2 separate regions of the Zea mays genome follow, and region 2 is linked to region 1. A link is a contact called in public Hi-C data. All regions are on one chromosome and are shown on one strand. The core of a region is the stretch at or near the end of the contact, and the rest is flanking DNA. Distances in the headings are between cores, read along the strand shown.

Evidence for each region. Hi-C and Micro-C count contacts between places; a contact is called where the count stands out from the background.
Region 2: a contact with region 1 is called in a Hi-C map of tassel, with 5 times the contacts expected there. The contact joins the promoter of LOC100282262 here to the promoter of LOC103633560 in region 1. A contact is called at or near these places in 3 of 25 Hi-C or Micro-C datasets (ear, endosperm and tassel).

What each region holds. Positions count from the first base shown.
Region 1 is chr1:33,849,761-33,853,601 of Zm-B73-REFERENCE-NAM-5.0, forward strand. LOC103633560 (ACR8) reads left to right here and starts at 2,318. Exons shown (of 4, transcript XM_008655249.4): 1 at 2,318-2,873; 2 at 3,000-3,801. The coding sequence starts at 2,812.
Region 2 is chr1:34,166,489-34,170,288 of Zm-B73-REFERENCE-NAM-5.0, forward strand. LOC100282262 reads left to right here and starts at 1,783. Exons shown (of 8, transcript NR_158761.1): 1 at 1,783-2,161; 2 at 3,341-3,400. LOC100277561 reads left to right here. Exons shown (of 2, transcript NM_001367859.1): 2 at 1-1,294. The coding sequence ends at 1,101.

The sequences.
Region 1 (3,841 bases), core at 1,068-3,567:
TAGAGAGCTAAAGGCATCCCGAAAGGCTCCCTGGTCTGACACACCGGACTGTCCGGTGGCGCACCGGACAGTGTCCGGTGCACCAGGGGACCTCGCGCAGAACTCCTCAGCCTCGGAAATTTTCAGAAGCCGGCGCGCTATAATTCACCGGACTGTCCGGTGTACACCGGACAGTGTCCGGTGCTCCAAGAAGACGCGGCTCTGGAACTTGACAGCCTCGGGAAATCATAACGGCTGCTCCGCTATAATTCACCGGACATGTCCGGTGTACACCGGACTGTCCGGTGCAACAGCGGGGCAACGGCTACTTCGCGCCAACGATCGCCTGCAACAGCAATTAATGCGCGCCAGAGCGCGCAGGCGTCAGGCACGCCCATGCTGGCGCACCGGACACTCTACAGTACATGTCCGGTGCACCACCGGACACCCAGGCGGGCCCAGAAGTCAGAACTCCAACGGTCGAATTGCAACGGCTTTGGTGACGTGGCTGGCGCACCGGACATATCCGGTGCACCATACGACAGACAGCCTCCACCAACGGTCATGTTTGGTGGTTGGGGCTATAAATACCCCAACCACCCCACCATTCATTGCATCCAAGTTTTTCAGCTTCCAACCACCATACAAGAGCTAGCATTCATTGCAAAGCACACCAAAAGAGATCAAATCCTCTCCCAACTCCACACAAAGCCTTAGTGACTAGAGAGAGTGATTTGTAGTGTTCATTTGAGCTCTTGCGCTTGGATCGCTTCTTTTCTTTGGCATTCTTTCTTGTGATCAAACACTCACTTGTAATTGAGGCAAGAGACACCAATTGTGTGGTGGTCCTTGCGGTAAGTTTGATTCCCAAGTGATTTGAGAAGAGAAGCTCACTCGGTCCGAGGGACCGTTTGAGAGAGGGAAGGGTTGAAAGAGACCCGGCCTTTGTGGCCTCCTCAACGGGGAGTAGGTTTGCGAGAACCGAACCTCGGTAAAACAAATCCGCGTGTCACACTCTCCATTTGCTTGTGATTTGTTTTGCGCCCTCTCTCTCGGACTTATTATTATTTCTAACGCTAACCCGGCTTGTAGTTGTGTTTATATTTATAAATTTCAGTTTCGCCCTATTCACCCCCCTTCTAGGCGACTATCAGTAACTCCCTCATCGTAAGGGCGAGGTGGGACTCGCTGAGTACTTTTGTACTCACTCGTTGATAAATCATTGCAGATAATCCTGATTTCGTGTCCGAGGAGTTCTGAGTAGTTCGTGTCCTATACCCAAGTTTGGTGTGGTGCTGTTGCACTAGAAGCCACCGTGTGGGAAGAAGAGACTACCCTAGCGTTTACCAAATCAACTATATCTTTCTTAGTTTGTATTATTATTGTAATCGAATATACTAAATAAAGCATTGTATGACTGTGGCACCACTTGTGTAATGTATTTCACCACATACGGTTTTCTGGGCTTAAATACATGTTTAGCTTCGGTTGTTTAGTCTGGGATGCTACACCTATTTGTAATCTTCTTTACCTTCGTGTTCATAAATCCATCATACACGAGAGGACATAGAATATCACACAGTTTGTGGCCTAAACCTCTCTAAATTGCACCGATGTTGGTACTAGGCTGCACTTGGATCAGCGTACACCCATACTCTACTCATAACTTTGTACCTCTGTCTTGGGTACTTTCGCTACCCTGGTGTGATTCTTCGATTAACAGACCCAAAATAGGAGTAAAAGTGGTCTATTAGCATGGATGTGTTAGCTCCACCTGCGGAATTGACCTTATTGGTTTGAAATGCCGAAGAGACCGAATTAGCTTTATTAGGTGCATAAACCCTTTTGATTTTTATAATAATTATAAGATATGTCATATTAAGGTTGTTTAAGAACAAATTCTCCAACCCATAGATTGCAATGAATTGTTTTACCGTCTAATTTATCAAAGTGTATCATAATTATATTAGAAAAAAGTTATAATACTATTATCAATTAGTACAACTTTCTGATTTTGTAACACCTTTAAAATAATTATTATAGATAGGATAAGTATTACTAGTTACTTCGTTGTCAATTTTTTTCTACCTCTGGGACAGTGTATGTAAGAAGCGTAGCGTAGTATATATGCTAGCATCTATAAAATCATATATGGTACGAGTCTACCGATTCTTGGCACGCATAGGCTAGAGGGAGGCGATTCCCGCACTCCCTCCCGACGACAACGCGAGTGAATCATCACTTTCACACCGGATACCAGAAACTTTTTCCACACGGCAGCGTCTCACTTTCTCATGTGTAGAGTAGTAGCCTTCGGTTGAACCCCAGCAGCCCGACCATAGACAGTTCCGCTTGCCCAGTCCTCGCCTGCGACCGCCGTTTGACTCCAGAGCCCAGGCTCCCACCAATCCGTGGCAAGGATTGCGTGAAATCGCCGGTCTCGCGCGCGCATTGTAGACGGATGCTGACCGAGACAACCCCGGCCATCCCCACACCCGCATCGCACACACAGACACAGGCACATACACAGGCGGAGAGGCCACCAGCCCAGACCAGAGCAAAAACCCACCGTTCCCACACCCAGCGCTCAATTTGAACCAACGCGAACGCGACGCTCTCAAGCCCCAACCTAATCTACGATCTCCCTCCGACCGAAACGAAATCTCCGCCTCCCCTGCGCCCCTGCCCTGCGCCCCTGCATAGGAGGAAAGAAACGCACGCACGCACGCCCCCCGCGGCAAAGGGAACCGTCGCCGCGTTGCGAGAGTCCGGGAAACTGAAGCGGAGCAGCGGAGGAGAGGCCGAGGCCAGGAGGAGAGGGTACCGGCGGCCATGGAGCGGTACCATCCCTCAGAGGTGTACGAGCTCTTCGTGCGCCACATGAACACCCCGAGGTAAGGGAGGGTGGGTGGGTGGGGATTTCATCGCTCTCTCTTTTTTCCCCCTGCGGTTCTCGTTCTTGGATGGATCCTTGATCCTTCGATGGAGCGGTCGGTGATCGGTCGCGGGCGATGGCGCAGGGTGGTGGTGGACAACGGCGTGTGCGCGACGGCGACGCTGGTGCAGGTGCACAGCGCGAGGAAGCACGGCGTGCTGCTCGAGGCGGTGGCGGCCCTGTCCGACCACGGTGTCTGCGTCCGCAAGGGCTACATCTCCTCCGACGACGGCCGCTGGTTCATGGACGTGTTCCACGTGACCGACGCCGCGGGCCGCAAGGTGGCCGACGCCGACGCCGACGCCCTGCTGGCGCGGCTCGAGTCCTCGCTCTCGGCCGACGCATTGCCGCCTCGCACGCCGCCCGCCGCTGCGGCTGGGACGCCCACCCTGCTCGAGCTCGTCGGCGCCGACCGCCCGGGCCTCCTCTCCGAGGTCTTCGCCGTGCTGCACGACCTCCGCTGCGACATCGCCGACGCCAGGGCCTGGACGCACGGCGGCCGCGTCGCCGCGCTCGTGTTCGTGCGCGACGAGGACACGGGCGCGCCCATCGACGACGCGGCGCGGGTCCGGCGCGTCGAGTCCAGGCTCAGGCACGTCCTCCGCGGCGGCGCGCTCGGCGCCAGGATGGTCCGGGCGGACGCCGCGGCCGTCAACATGGACCGGAGGCTCCACCAGCTCCTCAACGAGGACGGGGAGGCCGAGAGCCGCGCCGACCAGGCCACGGCGGTCGCCGTGCAGGATTGGGGGGAGAGGGGGTACTCGGTGCTCACCGTGAGCTGCCGTGACCGCCCCAAGCTGCTGTTCGACGTCGTGTGCACCTTGACGGACTTGGATTACGTGGTGTACCACGGCACGTTCGATACGGACGGCGATCACGCCCAGCAGGTGATGCTTCTTTTCTTTCCAGGCGTTTCTTTCTCGATTG
Region 2 (3,800 bases), core at 533-3,032, 320 kb after region 1:
GCGTACGTCGCGGCGGTGTCCTTCTCCGACTGCCGCTTCAAGCAGCGCGCCCTCGCGCCGGCGTCGCCCGGCGCCGTCATCCGCTCGCTGTTCGTCTCCCTCACCCGCCGCTCCACCCCGCGCTCGTCGCCGTCGGCCACGCCGGCCTCGGCAGGCGCCGACGCGGGGGACGGCGAGCAGTGGCGCCTCGCCGCGGCCGACCTCTCCCGCAGGCTCGCCGCGGCCACGCGCACGCGGGACGAGGCGCTGGAGGAGACCACGCGCCTGAAGCACTCCCTCGCCGAGCTGGAGCACAAGCTCGCGCGCCTCGAGGCGCGCGTGCTCCCGACCCCCGCGGCCGCCTTCCCCGTCGACTCCTTCCTCCGCGCCGTCTCGACCGCCCGCGCCGCCGTGCGGAACCTCGCGCGCGCGCTGTCCGCCCACCTCCGCAGCCCCTCCAGCCCCGGCCCGAGCCTCGAGAGCTTCCTCAACCGCGCGTTCCACGCCGACTTCGAGCTGGACACCGACGCCGACGCCCACACCACGGACCCCGCGGGCCGGTGCCAGGCCAACCTCGCGGCGTACCACGCCGTCGCGGTGCTCACGTGGGAGGAGGTCCTCCTCCACGGCACCAAGCACTACAGCGAGGGGCTCAGCCGCTTCTGCGACGCCAAGATGAGCGAGGTGGTGTCCTCGCTCGGCTGGGCGCGCGCGCGGCCGTGGCCTGAGCCGCTGCTGCAGGCCTTCTTCCTCGCCGCCAAGGGCGTGTGGGGCGTCCGCCTCCTGGCGCGCTCCGTCCACCCGCCGCTCCCCGTTGTGCGCGCCGAGCGAGGCGCGCGCTTCGACCCGCGGTTCATGGAGGACGCCGCGGCCAGCCGGGCGGGGACGCTGGAACCGGCCAGCGTGAAGATGATGATGGCGCCAGGGTTCCACGTCTACCTGGCCGGCGCGGGCGTGGTGAAATGCAGGGTCGTCTGCTTCTACACCAGCAGTAACGCCCGCACAGACGGCCACAGAGATGGCGGGAGCAGCGCCAACGGCAGCGTGGGGTTGGGGAGTAGCTGTAGTGACATTAATGGGAGTGCTACAGATGTGGTTGATAGCTGTAGAGCAGTGAAGTAGGGTAAAATGTTGCCCTTGCACAGGTAGAAAGAACACGGGGATTTTACTTGTTCGCTAAAAAAACATGATGATCTGCGTTTAGGCATTTACTGCTTCTGCTTGTGTGAATATGGGTGAATTATTAATCACGAACAGTTTCTGTTAATTTTTTATTATGTAAAGTTTGAGTACCACTTAACAGTTTCTTTGTTTGGCCGAAGCTGCAAAGTGCGGCATGAGAATCATGACATGACCAACCTTGGAAGCTCGAAACTTTCACATCGCAGATCCCAATGGAATAGATTGATTGGACCCTCCAACTATCTTAACCGTCAGACACGTGTCTTCGGCCTTTTGGCTGTCCAATTTTCTTTAGCCACGCTAGTCTATTTCTTCTCTTCTTAATAACCGGTTTTACCGAAAAACTTGGCATATAAGAAATTGTTGTGTGCATAACTTATACAGAGGTAGCAGTAGTATTGTTTTTTATAAAAATATAATAAATCCTATGAGTTCTGCAGCTAATTTAGTTGGATTTTCTTGCCATGAGCTAATGATTTGTGTTTTTAGGGAAATGGTCTACAGAGGTGGTAAATCAACACCAGAAAGTTTGGACCAACTAGCAGAAGTCCTCCAGATGGGCTATATCTCAAGTCAGCCCACCCAGCAAAAAACAAACTAAACTACAGGAAAAGCCCAAGCGATTGGTTGCTGTTGCTTCCTGCTTTCGCTTCGCCTTCACCCGTTCGCCGTGCGGCCGAGCTCTCTAGTTCCGCCGCTCGCTAGTCGCCTTCCTCCCAAATGGCGACCGCCATGCGGGGCAGCAGCCTCCTGCGGTTCGGTTTCCGCCATCCTTCCTGCCTCCTGTTCCAGTCCCCTCGGTGTCCTGCCCCGAGCCTGGGTCTGAACCTGGCCGTTGGCCGCACCGGGCTTATACGCCTCCGATGCTCGGCGGCCGGGGCCGGCGACGCCGGTGGAAAGAAGGTGTCGGCTCGGCTGGCTCTGACGCAGCAGGTGCTGCGGAACGCCGAGGAGCGCGCCGCGTCGGCGGGTTCGGACCCTGCCCCCAAGATCACCCTGGGTAATTAACTACAGCTGGCCTGAATCCTCGTTCTGCCTTCCAATCGGTCCCAAAACCCTTATTGATTTCTGAATGGCAATGTCGCACTCTAGCATCAAACCGGTATAGTTTGCAGCTTATGTACCACAGTTGACTGTCAAGAAACGTTAATACTTATGATCACAAGGGGCACTGTATGTGCAAACTGTTGAAGGGCTTGCACTGAGTCTGCTCAAGCCTGTAGAAATCCTATTTGCATACCAATTGATGTGCGTATGTGGTAATTTCGTTTGACCGGAATGGCTGGCACCAAGGAGTTGTATGTGCGGTTTAAATGTATCTTCTACTAATTCGTTAATTCCTTGGTAACTTCATTTCACGTTTAGAGCAAACTGTGGACATGATTGATATGGTCTTTTGTCAGCGTGCCATTCTTTGATTAGAAACTGTTGGTGCTGTAGAGTGCAAATTAACGAACCATATAAAAGCAGATAGGTTACATATTACCTCATGAAGTCATGAAACTGGCTGTTTGCAATGACGTTTATCATATTATGTTCAGAAGCGTTGAACTGTCCATGCAGCTTGTAGCTGCTTTTGTCCTGGACGCTGTACTCTGTAAACTGTGTTTGCATGGGTTATAATGCTAGGCTAGTTGCTTAAATTAAGTTGGTTAGTCCTCTGTTTTCTCCCTTCTGTTCCTGGTTATCAGACTGCTTGTCTTTCCGTTATTACAATAATGGAAATGGAGAATTCCAAAAAAATATAGTACAAGTGAGAACATGGAGAGCGTGAGGATGGTTGAGGTGATTATTAATTTTGGCTCATAAATCGATGTCTCAAACAATATAGACATGACATCTCCTGCAATGTTCTGGGTTAGTTACAATTGAGAATGCATTTTCTTGTCACACATTGTTGAAGATGTTATCCGTGCAAGTGCAAGGTGCAACACAAGATGATTGAGTGATCTTTCTGTGAACCTGAGTAGATTTGGTATGCCTATCAACTGCAATGTTTATAGATGATCTAGAAGACAAAAATATCCATGTAAATAGAACTTATGGTTGGTTTCGCTTTCGATAAATTTTGGGTGCAACGATATATTTTCCAGTGTTATGAAATGATTTTTGAAACTTGATTACCATGTTTATTTAGTGCTTGATTTGCTAAAGTTTATTCTAATTCCATTTACTGCAGATCATGTTACTGTTAATTTTGCAAGAAGTGGTGGTCCTGGTGGTCAGAATGTTAACAAAGGTTTCATTGTTTTCCCACATTCTCCTTTTTGTCATTCCATATAGACCATCTGCGTCAGTTTCTCATCATTGCATTGGTATTTATTTACATTTGTATTTTCTCTTCCTGCTGTTTCTGCATTCAGAATTTAGTGAGTGCCACGATTTTTCAGTACTCAATCACTCAATAGCATGTATTTTTCTCTCTCTTTTCATGCTTATTCATTAGATAATTGTTTTTTAAAGAATATTCATTAGATAATTGCTGTTGGGCCATACTACAACATGCTTGCACTCTTTTGGCTATTAAATCTATTATAGAACCTGATGAATATGTCAAAACAAGGGCTGATCACCCTCTTGTGGACGGTTTCTCCTGTTGAGAAGAGTTTCTGTTCATAACCTAGTTTGGGTAGGCAAAG